Regions from separate parts of the Xenopus laevis genome. Here region 1 is linked to region 2. The links are chromatin contacts, called in public Hi-C maps. All regions are on one chromosome and are shown on one strand. The core of a region is the stretch at or near the end of the contact, and the rest is flanking DNA. Distances in the headings are between cores, read along the strand shown. Region 1 holds the start of krt12.4.L (Keratin 12, gene 4 L homeolog). Region 2 has its middle 5.7 kb from the start of trnac-gca.

Region 1 (5,053 bases), core at 2,242-4,741, 110 kb before region 2:
TCTTGATGAAACAACCTTCCCATCAACCACCTCCTCGACAATGGTCTTTACCATTCTGGTTCTAGTTGTGGATGTTGATGAGGATTCTGGAATGAAATGTAAGTTTGTATAAGTAAAACTGAAGAGGTACAAAACAAGTATAATTTAAAAACAATATTTCAACATCCTCTTTAAAACTCTTAACATTTCTTCCTGTACCACAACTTAATTTTTTTTCTTCTTATGTCCATTAAGAATTTCTATACAACATTTTGAATTATGATGTTTTTATACAATCACCAATTCGTTTTGATTAGACTACAAGTTAGGAAAGGCCTGGCTACACAAACAGGTCCTGAATAACCTGGGGTTCACCTACCAACACTAGTGTCAATAACTGAGAACATGAGTATAGAGTTCTAGAAAAGCTAGGGGGGTTCCAAGCAGATGGACTTTGCATTTACTGAATATACCAAATTTGCATAACCAATGTCCCTCCGGCCTCCACAGGGAAGCTTCCACTGACCATAGAGCCGTAAGTGGAACTGGGTTGTTTTGTATTTGAGTTTCCATTTTATTGATTTAAGCAGTCTTGTCTTAAGGAGTTATAAATATAAAAGTTTTCACAGTTACCTGTTTTAGACTCCACAGAACTTGCATTTGCCACTGTGGTCACCTGTCTGTAGAAACAAGAAAAACAGAATACATTAAATATGATATATAAAGGGGGGGGGGAATGTTCTATTTTCGAAACAGACAAGTTTCTTGAAAGTTGAGGGTTACTGTTCCAAGAGAAAGCATGGGCAGGCCCATAAAATGTTTTAGGAATATTGTGAGGGCTTTTTCAATTACTGCTGTTGAGAAGGACAAGACTTTTCTACAGTACAGTAACTATACAATGGTTGCTATCAATGTGATCCAAGTGAGTTTTGCCTATTTTCTTTACAATGAACTCACCCCAGTTCTCCCTCCAGCAGGCGCCTGTATGTTTGAATTTCCATTTCCAGCCTGGTCTTAATGTCAAGGAGGAGCTTGTACTCTGTGTTCTGGTGTTCCATGTCAGACCTGATCTGCAGAAGCTGTTCCTCTAGGCTGCCGATAGTGTTCTGAATTTGTTGAAGTTGTGATGAATAGAAGCCTTGTAGTTCGTTCAGGTTACCTTCAACCGATTGTTTCTGGGGGGGGGGAGGATGGGAAGAAAAATTGTGGTTTAATGATGTGTTCTTGAAATGACCATCTATATTTAATTTTGAAATGTTAAGATTCTGACTTACCATTGCCAGTTGGGATTGCAGCTCAATTTCCAAGCTCTGAAGTGACCGTTTCAGCTCAGTGATTTCACTCTTGCTGGCCTGCACTTGTTCAACACCAACGGAAATCTCTTTCTTCAGCTCACCACTCTATAATAATAACATACACTTTTAGATATCCAAGAAATCCACTTAAGCATTGCCAGAAATAACTACTTAGGTATACTCATTGCATCTCTACATATAGGCCAGTATGTATTTGAAGACACCATATAGTGTAAAATGGGACCCTGCTGTATAAGGATACTAGCTCACCAGGGGTTTGTGCAGAAAGACTACACGGGGCCTTATGCTGGTCTAAATTATTAGAGACAAAAAATTCCATGAGGTTCTAGAATCCTCTCACTTACAAGGGCATGGTGGTAGAGGCTAGACGAGACATATCCCATACTCCCTACATATAGTTACAAACACTATTACATTGAGACCTTCATTGCTTTAATAGCTGGATTTATAATAAAATGGATACCTTCTGGTTGAACCATAACTCTGCATCCCTGCGGTTCTTCTCAGCCAATATTTCATAGTCAGCTCTCATGTTATTCAGAATGCTGGTCAGATCCACACCTGGAGCAGCGTCCATTTCTACGCTCACTTTGCCAGCACTCTGGCTCTTTGCATGGCTCATCTCCTATATAACCAAATCAAAGCACTTGAGTACATTTTTCTTAACAGACATTAATGAAAAGTCATTTAGCATCATATAGAACTCTACAACTAAAGGTTTTAGGGAGAGCAGGTTGTGTGTCCCATCAGCTCACCTCCTCGTGGTTCTTCTTGAGGTAGGCCAGCTCTTCAGTCAAGCTCTCAATCTGCAACTCAAAGTCCCCTCTAGCGAGTATCAGCTCATCTAGGACTCTACGAAGGCCATTGCTATCACCCTCCACACTCTGGCGAAGAGCCAGCTCATTCTCAAACCTTAAAAGGGGGGGGGGGAGAAATCATCAAAAATCAGTGACCAGTTGAGTTGAGCAGTAGAACTCATGTGTATGTTTACCCTTTGTCTGTGTGGTTCCCCCAGGTGTACCAGTGTAACAATACCCCTATGCATATCTAGGAGGATTCCCAAATTTAAAATAAAACCAAAAACACTATTCAGGCCACGGCCTTGATCAAATTAGGCGCACCCTAATCCTGCTTTATTTGGGGACACCACATCTAAGTTTCACGGATATTGGAAAAGTCAATCGTTTACAACTTACTTAAGTCTGAAGTCATCAGCAGCCAGTCTGGCGTTGTCAATTTGCAGAGTCACTGTAGCATTATCAATAGTTGCAGCTCGAATCTAAAAAAATAAATAAATAAATAATGAAGACTTTGTCCTCTGGAAGTATACATTCTGTATATTTTGTGGAAGGTGTTATGGGCACAAAAGGTTGGATTCCCACCCCTGCCTTAGGCAAGTAACGGTTTGGATTCTGGGTGTGTCCAATTAAAATGTTTAAATGGGGTTTAAAACTGACCAATATTACACAGACATTACAGTTCCACTTATTTTCTAGATATATTGGAAATTAAATACAGGTATTATAAGCAAAGATGGAAATCAGGCAAGCTGGGTTCTGGGCATTAGTAGCACTCCCACCTGGAGAATGCTGGGAGTTACGACATCACTTTTCTAGTCCGAGATAAACATTTCTACTATAGCCTTTAACGACATGCTTAGTTGAAAATACTGCATAAACTGTAGTTGATATATAGAAATATTAAAAAGTAAGTACAAAAGACAGTTATACCTTGTTCCTCAGCTCAGCGATGATTTCAAAATATTTGCTGTAATCTTTAGACCCAGCACCAATGCCTGCATCTGATTGCTTATCGTACCAGTTACGGATCTTCCCTTCCAGGTCGCTATTGGTGGCTTCCAAGGCTCTCACTTTCTCCAGGTAGGAAGCGAGACGGTCATTGAGATTCTGCATGGCATGCTTTTCATTTCCACCAAAGCTGGAACTAGCTGCTTCTGCCATGGCAAAGTTACCTCCAGAGGATGAAAAGCCAGAACCCACACCACTGCTGAAGCCTGCTCCAAAGCTGCTGCCTCCTGCTCCATAGCTGCTGCTGCCTCCATAGCTGTTGCTGCCAGCCAAGCTGTGGCTTCCAAAGCCACCTTTGCTAGATGAGCCTGAATAGTATGAAGCAGAGCTGGACCTATAGGAAGTCATGATGGATGTTTATTGGTAGATATTCTCTGACTAGTCAGCTAGGACAAAAAAGAGTGCAAGGATGCAACTTTCTCCTTCCAGTACATGCACATATATACACATGCTGGGGTGGGTGGTCCTTTTCCCAAACCGGACGTCCTCCTATATGGAAAATTCCTTTTTTTGGCCAGGTCACTGCACTGATCGAGAGATGGATAATCGCCTTGATTCAGTTACGTAGCCTCAGGGTGTTTGTTAAACAAAAACTTGGTTACAAACTGGTTGGGCCAAATTCTTGGAAGATTTTCACTTGATGTTGCAGCACCACTCTCACCTTGCTCCAGGCTTCCTTCAGCAAGATCTGCAGCTTTTTCTACGTCTGTTAATTCACTACAATTTATAGAAAACTAAAATGAGATTTTCACCCAAAAACATTTTCCAATGCGTAAAACACACAATATAGTCAACGTTTCTTTTTAACTATACTGTAAGTACATTCAAAAATGTTAAATTTCTCTCAAGCAAGTATAGTAATGTCACAGAGGTCAGCTTGAGTTAGAGGTCCGTTAGAGGTGCACAAGGGGTCTGGGTTTTGCGTTATGGACCAGTGGAGTATATGTTATGCACATGTTATAAGCATTTATAGATGCCATCCAGTGAACCAATATTTATTTACCAGAACAGTTGCCTATGTAAGGATAAAACAGAAATCTGCTGAATCTCATAACCTGACCCTACTATGTGAATGTGACAGAAACCATAGATCGTAAGCTCCACTGGGGCAGGGACTAATGTGAACAATGTCAGAATTGATAACTATATATTTAAATAACACTCCTTTTGGTCATAAGCCTATCACAAATCGAGATTAGATTGGTTCACTCATTGATGACTGAAAAGCGATGTTAAATCATTTTATGGTACAGTTACTGGTAATTACACAAATTATTTTCATCTGAAGGAGGCCAGGGTGCTCAGAACTCGCTGCTGTTCGACAGGTTCATCCAGGGCTGGAGGGTCACTAAGTGAAAGGAGCAGCATTCCTCTTCCAAAATTGCAAGTCGTAAAAATAAATAAATACATGAATAAATAAATAAATAAATAAATGTGAGTGACGGAATTAGAAATGAGCGCTGACAATCAAGCTTGACATTTTGAGCATAAACTCGGAGATTGTGGATTTCAATGCATTGATTTCAGCTTATGTGTAAAAACATTTCCCAAAATTTTGCTAAAATTTCCTGGAAAAATCTATTTACACACTGATAAGTTTCAAGAGACCTTTTTTTTATCAGATGCTTATAAATAGCCAACAGGAACAATAAAAAAAATCTTTGTCTATAAACCATTAAAAGAGAACCGAATTCTATATTAAAGCCCTTGGTTTTAAAGTGTACAACTCTATATTTAGGACTTTATAAAAGGGGCAGCCTTTTGGTCTTTAGATTTTTATTCTGCTGCTCTGGAATTGAAACAGTTGTCTGGTTGTTATTGGGGCACATAGAAACCAGGCAATGGTTTGACCAACAGACTGGAAGATTAAACAGAAATCCAAGTAACCAGCCTCAGGATTAATCTGCTTGACAAGGTCACTGAAAAGCCAAACTGGAAGGCAAATACTAC
Region 2 (5,504 bases), core at 93-2,592:
TAGGACTTACTTACCCTTCCCTTCTATTATTTTCCACTTACATAATAACCGGGTGTACCCAGTTTTAGTAATAAATTGCAGATACCAGTTTCAGGAAGGTAAGAGATCCTTGGAGCCTATATGAAGGCTGTAGAAAAATGAAGGAATGTTCCTGGATCCTTCAAGTTTTCTGTTGCTTGAATCAAGTTAGTGCGATAACATGACATTTAAAATACTAGTAATTCACGTTCAGACCGGATGGGCAGCTCTACTGGCAAGCAACCCTTGTTTACTATCCTGGTTGACTTGTCTGCTAGACTTATAGGGTGTAATATTATAATTTACATTTATTTAAAAGGAGTAACACATAAATCATTATCTTTTTATAGCGTAGGAGATGGGAAAAATCATGTTCTTGAGTGAGTACAACAAATGAATAATACATTAAATAAAGCTCTGCTCTGAACAACGTGTAGCCCTTTGAAACTATATCACAGCAGCTTGAGAGTCAATAATTTAAATACTGGTGGTTTAACAACAGAAAGTCCCAAGAGAAATACTTTCATGCTGTTTATACTCCCTCTGGTGGATGTGCAAGAGCCTTACTGATTTTGCATGAAGACAAAAGTGACAGTGACCTAAATGTTGATAATATAATTTATAGTTTGCATAAGTGACAAGTCTTTTTAGTGGAAGTTGTGTATAATGAACACAATGGCTCATATACATCTGCAAGCAGTGTCGGACTGACCCACAGGAATACCAGGGTCAGGTGTCAGTAGGCCCTTGTGCTGCTAAACATTTGGCCTATTTCATGGCCAATCCCAGTTTCTATAAGAACAAAGAGGCTAAATAGATGGAATAATAGGTTATAGTATGTATAACTAAAAGAGACTAGACGAATAGAGGTTGAGTGAGGAGAGGAAGAATATTTAGTATTGAGAGTGGGCCCCTGGTCTTAATTTTCTTGGTGGGCCCCTGGTCTAAGGTTTCTGGGTGGGCCCTGGTGTCCTAGTCTTACACTGCCTGCAGATTCAGTGAACAAAGTGCAATTCCAAGCACAATCGCCATGTTTTTTTTCCCTACAATGCAGTGCTTTTTTCCCAGAATTCCACAGTTATTGTGAGCACAAAGGACCTTTGAATCTGATGCAACTGTTCTGCGTCTGGAGCAACTGCAGGTGATGTGCACAAGGGTTACCCTGCCTCAATTGGGACAGCAGAACAAGAGAGAAATTCTATTGGTTGCAGTTCAAATGATCTAACTGGCCATTATCATTACCTGATGCATTCACACATACTCTAACCCCAATAGGAAATAGAAAGGGGTCAAGGCCCCCAAATTTGTTTCAGGCTCCCACTGCCCAACAAAATCACAAGTCACTCACAGCAAAAAAAAACAATCATGGGTTACCCCCCCCCCTATTTCATGTGCATCACAGATCACCCGTGGACCCTCCTACAGAGGAAGCAGACCAGCCCTCCACCCATGGTTCATAAATGAGACATTATGAGTAATGGTGTTCTGGCATCTTGAAGCTTTTTGGATAAGGGGTTTCTGAATAATGGGTCCCATACTCTGCTGAATCTTTCTTAACCTCAAAAGGAGTTCATTCTCTCTCATATAGCATTTACTCAACCATAACAAGCAATTACATTTTGGCCATAAATCCAAAAATCTGTCTGTAACTGGGCACAGTTATTTTCTTTGTTCCCGAAAATTTCAAACCACGGAAATAAACAAACGCAGGATAATAAAAGACAATTGTTGTCTAAGTAAGAGGAATAACCGATTCTAACAAATGTGCCAATTCTGCCACCTCATGGATACACAGCGGAACAGTACATAGAATCTTGCCAGTATTTTAGTGTAAGATTTGTTTTTGTGTACAAGTATGGTAAACTTTATTTATAAATCACGACTAGGATAGGCATGGCTGTACAATTTTACAATATAGAAAACCCTGCAATTAATGATACCTGAATGTAGGAAAGGTTTGTGAGGTGGAAATCTTTGTTCTGTGTCCCATGCGACTTTAGATATATTCACCCATAATGATGTGGATACAGAAACCTTTAAGACAACTCACTGTAGGTGCAATGAGACAGGAATTTGGGGTAACGTGCATGGTGCGGAAATACAACATGGGAGAATGGGCTAATTTTTGCACTTTGCTCCTTTTCTGCTCTTAGCTAATGAATAAAAAATGTCTAACCCAGTGGACAGTTGTTTTGAGGCAGCAGGGGGCAGCAGTACACTACTCTATAAGGAGAAGAAAAAAAATAAACCCACAATGTTGTGGATGCACCGCCATAAGCCAAACAAATACCTCCCCTGCCTCAGAAAAGCAAAGTGCTGTTCCTCTGAACCCAATAATAATTCTATTAGTATTGTGGGAAAATACCCTTGATTCTGCTATAGAAATACTGAAAGTTTAACTGGTATTGTTTTTTTTTTGTTTGCTCATATTTAATATGCATTTCCTTCCATTTGTGATTTTTATTACCTTCCCCAAACCTCACCCTGTGTTGATTGTTGCACCGGCTAATCCTGGGAAAGTCAGTTCCTTTCTATTGACTTCCCTTTTGGAGTGAATTATTTACACAGTGAGTGCAGTGGCGGGGGAGCAGGGGGTGCGAACGGGCCAGGGCCCGCACCCTCTCAGGACGGGCTCGCGCGCCACTGAAATCTGGGCCGAAAATCACGTACGGAGGGGGACGGGGACTACGTTACTGAGTGTACTGTATACACGGGTTTCATTGTTCTGAGATGTATCTGAAAGAACACTAAATATATACTTGTATTGTACACTGCGCTGTATACCTAATAAACCCTGACATACAGTACATAGTTATGGGGTGTGCACCAGGCTGATGCATTTGTTATTACTGAACACCGTGCTGCACTGTGGTTAATAAAACATGGTGATTTGCATCCAAAATTGCACTTTGGGCATTGCACATGTGTTTGTAAATGACCTTACCATGTCCCTTAAAGGTTTATAAAATAACATCCAAGTGGGACAATCTTGTGTGTGATGGAAGTGATCAAAAACCACCATCATTCCCAAGCCTTATCAAGTACAAACATCTGGAGGCACATGCAGGTGCAGCCTAAGCCAGTTTTCCATCAGGTAACACTTGACACTTTGCACAAATTGTCACTTTCCTATATGTAAAGTCCATCTCCTTATACTTATGTCTATAGATGGAACAATTAGTGACCTGTTATTCCATTGCTTTGAGAACTACACTATCATATTCAGCTCTGGAAATGAACACAATAAGCATTAGCAGTTGGGAAAGAAAGATTCTTTGTTGGCTGCATCCAGCATAACTCGGTTTACATGATATGAGTAGTAAGAAGGTGCATCTGCGCATGAATCATGAATGCATAACTATTTTGTTAAGGATTTGTGGAAGCTACAATTTCTGTTACCACTTTATAATTCAGCCCTGACATTCTGCCAGATGTTAAGAGGAAATAAATATTCCATCCATTATTATCCATGTGGCGTACGGATGACACAGGTGCCTTTTGAATTATCCATTCAGGCATAAAACGTTCTGCTTATTGCACTGAGGTGTTAGAAAAGATATTGATAGCTTCAAAATGTCTTAAGCGCATGATAGATTTTCATTCTGACATTGTAAATAGTGTTTGTATGGAAGTTAACGCCCTGGCTTCATGGAATTTCCAGGGATATTAACAGTGGAACACAGCCAAAATATACTTGGAACTTCCTGGCCTTTTCTGAAACTAAAATGTTTTTCAGTCATTTTTTTTGCTTCAGTTAAGAATTAAATTGCTTTATTTTTAGAAAAGCTCTAGTTAAGAAAAATACATTTTTTTACAACGTCAAAATACCAATTTAACTGTTATTTTCCTTAAAAAGCAATTTCGGATCATCAAGTTCTCTGTAAAGCCTATACAAAGCAAGGTTTACCTGACATCTCCTTTCTTGGAGGATTTCCCTATTCCTTGTGTATTAACCTGATATTCAGATAGATGAGGATAAAGGCAGAAGAACATAAAGGCCCGAGGTAGTTATACCAAACTGAATCTGGCCCTGCCTGCTTGAAAACTGAATCTCCTCATTTTGTTTAAGCTTTACAATTGAACTCAGTAGGGCTCATTTAAAGACTTACATGCAGTGCGGTGCAATTTCAGGCACAATGAATCGAGATTTCTACCCACAATGCTGCACTTTCCCCCACAATTCCACTATCATTTTGGGTGAGTGCTGAGTGATGTCACTATTTCACCCATGGTGTCAACCTGAACACAACTGCGAGTGCCAATCTTTGTAGAAAAAGTAGAAAAAGCTTTTGAAAAAGTAGCTGGAGGGCTAGGAAACGTGTCAAGCATGATGGTTCTATATACAAATGGTGTTCTTTTGTAATGAATTTTAAATGGATTAAATAAATAGGTATGGGATCTGTTATCCGGAAACCCGATATCCAGAAAGTTCCGAATTACGGAATGACCGTCTCCCATAGACTCCATTATAATCAAATAATCCAAATTTTTAAAAATGATTTCCTTTTTCTGTGTAATAATAAAACAGTCGCTTGTACTTGATCCAAACTAAGATATAATTAATCCTTATTGGAAGAAAAAACAGCCTATTGGGTTTATTTAATGTTTTTAATTTTCTAGTAGTCTTAAGGTATGAAGCTCCACATTACGGAAAGACTCATTATCTGGAAAGCCCCAGGTCCCGAGCATTCCGGATAATAGGTCCCGTACCTGTACTGGATTTTACATAAATTACTCTACGTGGTGCTCCATGTTTTGCAGATGAACTCTGACCGATGCATTCCGGAGCAGCTCCCATGTTCAGCACACTGTGAGTAGATTTACGGGGGTGCTCCCTATGTTTTGCCCTACATTTGTAGAGATGGGGAATTTGTGACACTGCATTATAATGACATGTGTGTGTGATTCACTATTTGCAAGTTTGCTGTCCTTACTGAGTCTGCCTGCAGAGGGAACCAGGGCCTGGCTTGAGGTAAAGTGAGAATCAAGAAACATGGAGCGGCCAGTTACCAGGGTGGCAATAAGTAGCCTCTGGTACATTTAAGAGTCAAATTTCCATTTTTTAAATTCAGCTCTGCTAGTGCAGCAAGCGTAATATTGATGCGCCCCCCTCCCCCCTGGACCTGCTCCGACGCAGCCCCAGAAACGCAGCTGGGGGGAACCCTGGACCTATTGTCAGCTTGAAAGTAGTGATAAGTCCAGGAATCAATAGGAGCACTTGCAAGTGATTCAGAAGCGCAACTATAGGCAAGTTGATGGGGCAGTAATGGTCGCAAGTAAATGAAGGTGTAACAAATGCAGATGCAATTACACTTGCAGTCATAAATGAGCCCTTTCACAATATGAATATGAATTAGGTCTCTCTGATTAAACTAAACGTCACACCTGGAAGGAGTGATCAAAATTCATATTTATTCATTGCAGAGCAGCGGATAATGGCAGCAGTTGTTTTTATACAAACTCGGTGACTAAAAGACTTTCTGAGA

Evidence for each region. Hi-C and Micro-C count contacts between places; a contact is called where the count stands out from the background.
Region 1: a Hi-C map of the XTC cell line shows a contact between it and region 2, with 2.6 times the contacts expected there. The contact joins the promoter of krt12.4.L here to the enhancer-like site in region 2. A contact is called at or near these places in 3 of 4 Hi-C or Micro-C datasets (the XL177 cell line, the XTC cell line and animal cap).

Annotation. Positions count from the first base shown.
Region 1 is chr9_10L:1,278,154-1,283,206 of Xenopus_laevis_v10.1, reverse strand. krt12.4.L (Keratin 12, gene 4 L homeolog) reads right to left here and starts at 3,491. Exons shown (of 8, transcript NM_001086376.1): 1 at 3,026-3,491; 2 at 2,492-2,574; 3 at 2,051-2,207; 4 at 1,759-1,920; 5 at 1,254-1,379; 6 at 937-1,154; 7 at 613-659; 8 at 1-86. The coding sequence starts at 3,451.
Region 2 is chr9_10L:1,167,834-1,173,337 of Xenopus_laevis_v10.1, reverse strand. No RefSeq gene overlaps it. Among protein-coding and RNA genes, the nearest start is that of trnac-gca, 5.7 kb to the left of the region's middle. Within about 2 kb of position 1,342, at least 1 of the 7 cell types and tissues checked has an H3K27ac peak or open chromatin away from gene starts, as enhancers often do.